Regions from separate parts of the Mus musculus genome. Here region 2 is linked to region 1. Evidence: chromatin contacts called from public promoter capture Hi-C data. All regions are on one chromosome and are shown on one strand. Each heading gives the region's core, a stretch centred on a gene start, on an enhancer-like site or on the middle of the called end of the contact. The rest is flanking DNA. Distances are from core to core; before and after follow the strand shown.

Region 1 (2,730 bases), core at 150-2,649:
TTTGCCTGCCTCTGCCTCACAAGTGCTGGAATTAAAGGTGTGTGCCACCAAGCCAGGCTCAGTTCTTCAAGTCTTGACCTTCCACCTCATCTGGACTCCTTAAGTTCCTGCTGTTGATAACTGCTCAAACTTCATTAACTGTTTTAACAATGTCTTGCTTGTTGGATCACCTTCCTGTGGGCTATATTACCTTCCTTGGTGAACTTCTTAAGTTCCCTTTTGGTTTAGAAATTAAACCCAAGTACGCTAGGCAGGAGCTCTACCACTGATATTCACCCTCAGTCCCTCTTTTCTTTTTCTAAAATTTGAGAAGGGTAGCACTAAGTTGCCTAGACTGGTTTTAAGCTAGTTATGTAGTTCAGGCCTGTCCAGAGTATACCATAAAAACTGCTTTTCTGCCGGGCGTGGTGGCGCACGCCTTTAATCCCAGCACTCGGGAGGCAGAGGCAGGCGGATTTCTGAGTTCGAGGCCACCCTGGTCTACAGAGTGAGTTCCAGGACAGCCAGGGCTATACAGAGAAACCCTGTCTCGAAAAACCAAAAAAAAAAAAAAAAAAAAAAAAAAAAAAAACTGCTTTTCTTTTCTTTTTTAAAGATTTGTTATATCTAAGTACATTGTAGCTATTTTTAGACACACCAGAAGAGGGCGTCAGATCTCATTATACAGATGGTTGTGAGCCACCATGTGGTTGCTGAGATTTGAACTCAGGACCTTTTGGAGAGCAGTCTGTGCTCTTAACCATCTCTTCAGCTCTTGCTTGTCTTTTCTTTTGGAGACAATCTCTATGTAGTCCAGGTTGGCCTCGAATTCACAGCAATGCTCCTACATCTGCTCCCAAGTACTGAAATGACAAGCGTGTACCACCCCACCTGGTGCACGGTCTCTTACTGTTGATAACTGCTCAAACTTCATTAACTGTTTTAACAATATCTTGTTTGTTTGGATCAACTACCTATGGGCTATGTTCGTAAAGGGGAAGTACCTCGCCTGTTTTGGTCATAACTGTAAACTCCGGGCAGTCTGACCTGTGCAGTTTACGCTTATTATCAGTTGAAGCAAAGAATAACCAATCTACAGGGAAAAACTATCTTCCAAGGGCACAGGCTGGTCTGGAGGGCGTGGTTTGGCTGTGGGCGGGGCCTCCCGCCTAAACCTAAGGACCGGATGCCTGGGCGGGGCATCCCATAGTGGTGCTCTGGCTTCGGGGCGGAGCCAACAGGGCCACGATTTCTTGGTCAGAATTAGGGCCCTAATTTCTCCCTTAGCATTTCCTCCCCAGCGCCCTGGCTCACCCGAAGGCACCTCTTCCCACCACTCGGATCCGCTCGTACTTCTCCATCTCATTTCTCAGTTACGCTTCTGGAATCCCGGTGCGGCGCGTGCGCGGACCCTCCCATCTGGGAGCTCCTCCTCCTTGCTGTAAAACTTTTGCAGGGCGGAGCCGGCGAAACGGGGGCGTCTGTCGAGTCCGGCGTCTTTCTCTGACTTTGAACTCAACCTAGAGGCTAAGTCGTGTTTCCCCAACGAGGGATCAGAGAATAGTCGTTCTGGGTTTCTTGACGAGTCCCTCAGTGCTCAGAACCGTACCAGCCACATCGCACACGCGTGACTTGGGCATAGGTAGTTAGACTGGAGCGATAAGGCGCCCACTTATGTTGCCCGGCAAAAAAACAAGATTGTTCTTTCAGAGGTCTAATGCGAGTGGAATGCGAAGATCGATACAGTCCCCACTGTCCGGGACGAGTTGGCACTACCTCAGAAAGATAAAGGGATTCTCATGATTGGCACGTAAAGTATAAACCACCAAAACCGAGCCGGTCTGTGTGGGGAGAGGAGCGGCGTTATTTGGTGTTTGCCGAGGGAGGGACCGGGAAAACCCCAGTTGGACAAACTGATTCACCTGAAGAGTACATGACGTGGTCTCTTGGTTGTAACAACTACTGAGCACAGTGCTCTCGGTTTCTCAGAATCCGCACAAAACGCTGCCGTAGGGGGACTCGGAGCTTTACTCAAAACTTATAGCGTCGCGGTAGGGGGAAACCCAGAGAAGGTTCTATGCTTCTGTCCAGAAATAGTGGGCTGGTTGGTATCGCTGCTAGGGTTTCGACCAGGATGAATGAAATCCTGACTTCTTCATGACGCCTGCAGCTCTAAGGGAGTTATAAAATGTCAGTATTCAGGAGGTGGTCCTTAGCTAACAACGTTCCTATTTCTCAGTGGGCGAGAGAAGGGTTGTTTATTTTTTGTCCCTGCCCCGCCCCAAACTAGCCTACGTGGAGGGAACCTGTGGTCACTGGCTCAGGCCGGAGTTGGCTGGGGAAGCAAAGAGGGAGTGCTGGGGTAAAACGCTCACACAAAACATTACATCGTGCTATCACTTAGTAACCGAATGGGCCTTGAGTGACCCTGGGGACCTCTGGGAGTTAATGTGTAACCCTGGAACCATCAGGGAAGGCAGCAAATACCCAAAAGGCATAGGTGCCTGGGAGTCTGAGCTTGGGCTTTTGCCCCTCAACATCTTGAAACACCGTTCTCCTAGTCCCCACTTTTTGCCCTCGTTGTCCACTTCCACCTCCCAAAGGCACACTCCCTTCATTCAGCACCGCCTCTGGGTTGCTCCTTTTCTCCTGGTCTGCCGATCCCGCTCCGCAGAGCAACTGCCTTACTCTCTGGAGTGGAGGCGGGCTTGGATCCCGCATCACAGTGAGGACAGACTGACACCTAGTGGC
Region 2 (2,730 bases), core at 133-2,632, about 22 Mb after region 1:
ACAAAACACTCTCACTTTAAGGGCTGGGGAGGGGGAGGGGATGACAAGCAAGCAATCCCCTATAGCAAAGGAACGGACAGAACTCTTCCGAGTATTCCCTGCTACAGCAGACAGTGTCTAAATAGAGATTAAAAACAGCAGCTACTCTGTCTTCAAGGCCTCCTTTTACTGCCCCCCCCCCCCGCAGAGGGGAGCGTTTAAGCAGCTTTCTAAGAGGTGGAAATGATCTTTCCAGGACAGTTATCTCTCGATAGTAAAGAAACCCGACATGCTGAGCAAAGTTAAAGCGGGGACAGACAGGGTTGGCTGGCAGACTAAAGTGCCTTATGCTGTCCTTTCCAAAATTATGTCAGGAGGGATCCCTCATAGCAGAATTTCAAGACTGAAGAAAGCAGCAAGCTTTGGGGACCAGACCTCTGCCAGGCCTGACAGGAGGTAGAGGTAGGTAGCATCCTTTGCACACACGCGCGCCCGCGCACATACACACACCCTAGGTGCTTGTCTCATCCAGACTCCTGAGCACTCCGACCATCTGTTGTTTGGGGGCTACACCAGTAGGGAGCTCCTTAGCAGGGAGAGCCCATCCAGCGCCGTCGCTCCGGAGCCAAGTCCTCGCAGCAAGGCCTCAGGCACTCTGAAGCAGCACGACCCCGCGTGGCCAGGGCCCGCTCCCTACACTTCGACATAGAGCTTAAGGGATTCACCACAGAACTAACAGGACAGGCCTGCTTGAGTCCGGCTTGCGAGCGGCCGGCGTGGAGAGAGTAGCCACCGCCATCTCTACTACCCGCCCCGGCATCCGGTGGGGAACCCGAATGGGGCCCAAAAAAGTGTCCCAAAAAAAGCCCGACTAGACTCGAGAGCTGGCCCTGGGTGGAGCTGAGAAGAAGCAGGACGCGCAAAGGCAATCCGGAGGAGGGAGAAGTAAGGTCGGTGGCAAGCAATGTGCAAACTCCCAGGAACTAGAATAGGATTGGGAGGGTGTAGACATGCGGCCCGCGGCTGGGGAGAAGACTACTATAAAGCTTAGACCCGCACAAAACTTCCGAGCAGGTGCAGGGAGCGCGCGGGAGCGCCCAGCCAGGGAGCCCGGAGGTGGTTCCGGGTTGGGGGAGGGAAGCAGGAAGCTTAGTGGGTACTGGGGGGTCGCACCCGCGCCTACGACTGCCGTACTCACCTCTTCGAGAAAGCCTGAGTGTGGCTCTCTGTCCGTAAGCACCAGCTCACCCCAACTCTTCGGATCGCTCCAGCCGCCTGCAGCAGCCGGGGATCCGGCTTTTGTTCCGGCCCAAGTGGGCTCCTCCCCGCCCCCCATCAGCTCACAGGCTAAGCAGCCCGGCGATTGGGCACACGCGTTCCCTAGCCTGAGCTCTAGGCTCCTCCCCATTCGCTGCTGTGGTGGCCCCGCCCTCAGGCCTGACCTGGGGCTGATGGGACTTGTAGTCCCGGACGTGGGCGGGGCCGTGGGCGGGGCCTAGGATGGGGAGATGGGCCGGGCGGCTCTAGGAGGAGAACCTACGAGGCTGGGGGCTGTGGCCTGATCGTTTCAGGGGCTGGGCCGGCCAGCCGCCGGGTTGGGTAGCTGAGGGAGGGGGTTGTTGGCCCAAAAGGCTATAGCACTTCTCCCTGGACCTGGCGTCCTCTTCCTCCCTCCCAGGAGAGCAACTGACGTTCTTATCCCAGGCTCTTGTAAGCCGCCACACCAAACCCAGTGCGTTAGACCTGCTTTTGAAAAGCTACGTCTGCTTTCCTTTCACACGTGTCGCCTCTCCGCTCCTGGAACCCTCCCCAGGGAATTTACCAGAGCCAGTCTACACGACCACGCTACACAATCAGACTGTCCGACCTAGGACATAGATTGGAGGAAGGGGTAAACTAGTGAGGCCAGAAGGACGCCAGTCCCAACGCGAGTCCTCTTACAGGCTCACCTGAGCGCGGATCTGGGCGGAGCTGATCATTTATCTGAGATTAAAACTTAGGACTGGGGCCATCCCTGCCCAACCTCTTGCTCCCTCCCCCAACCTCAAACTAAGACACCGAAAGCAATGAACAACCTCCTCTTTTCTGTTACTTGCGAAAGATAGAACATATTTTCCAAACCCAAAACTGGAGCGCCCAGTCTAACAGGTACCCGAGAACTTCTGGGGCAGAATAGATAAATCATAAGGTCCTGGAAATCAGGAATTCACTGCTTCCCTGGAGTGGAAGCCTCTCTTGCTTGTCCCCTAGTCCCAGTATGTCTTCCCAGATGGACCCAGAAACTAACAATTTTCCAGCTCTAGGAAGGAGGCCAGAATCATCCTTTAATCAGCTCAGGTGATGCGTCAGCCCAGGGTGCAGAGAATCTGCATGGCTGTGCCCCTGGCAAAAAACCCTGGGTCAAAAGCTCCCTGCAACAATGTTGCAACACTCTCCTGGGCAAACACTTTCCCAAGGCCCCCCACTCCCAGGCCCTTTTCGGCCAGTCTTTGGATGGCTGAACTTGTAACACCCATTCTTGACCAGCGTGTGCTCCTTTTTTTGTTTGTTTGGGTTTTTTTTTTGTTGTTGTTGTTTTGTTTTTTACGAGACAGGGTTTCTCTGTGTAGCCCTGGCTGTCCTGGAACTCATTTTGTAGACCAGGCTGGCCTCGAACTCAGAAATCCGCCTGCCTCTGCCTCCTGATTAAAGGCGTGCCACCACTCCTGGCTAGCGTGTGCTCCTTGATGACGTCTTTTTTTTTTTTTTTTC

What was found. Promoter capture Hi-C pulls out the DNA fragments that hold promoters and counts their contacts.
Region 2: a promoter capture Hi-C map of cranial neural crest shows a contact between it and region 1. The contact joins the promoter of Acly here to the promoter of Nek8 in region 1.

Annotation. Positions count from the first base shown.
Region 1 is chr11:78,175,267-78,177,996 of GRCm38.p6, forward strand. Nek8 (NIMA (never in mitosis gene a)-related expressed kinase 8) reads right to left here and starts at 1,400. Exons shown (of 15, transcript NM_080849.3): 1 at 1,294-1,400. The coding sequence starts at 1,340. It also overlaps a transcript of Tlcd1 not described here.
Region 2 is chr11:100,526,618-100,529,347 of GRCm38.p6, forward strand. It overlaps Acly (ATP citrate lyase), which reads right to left and starts at 1,383. Exons shown (of 28, transcript NM_134037.3): 1 at 1,178-1,383.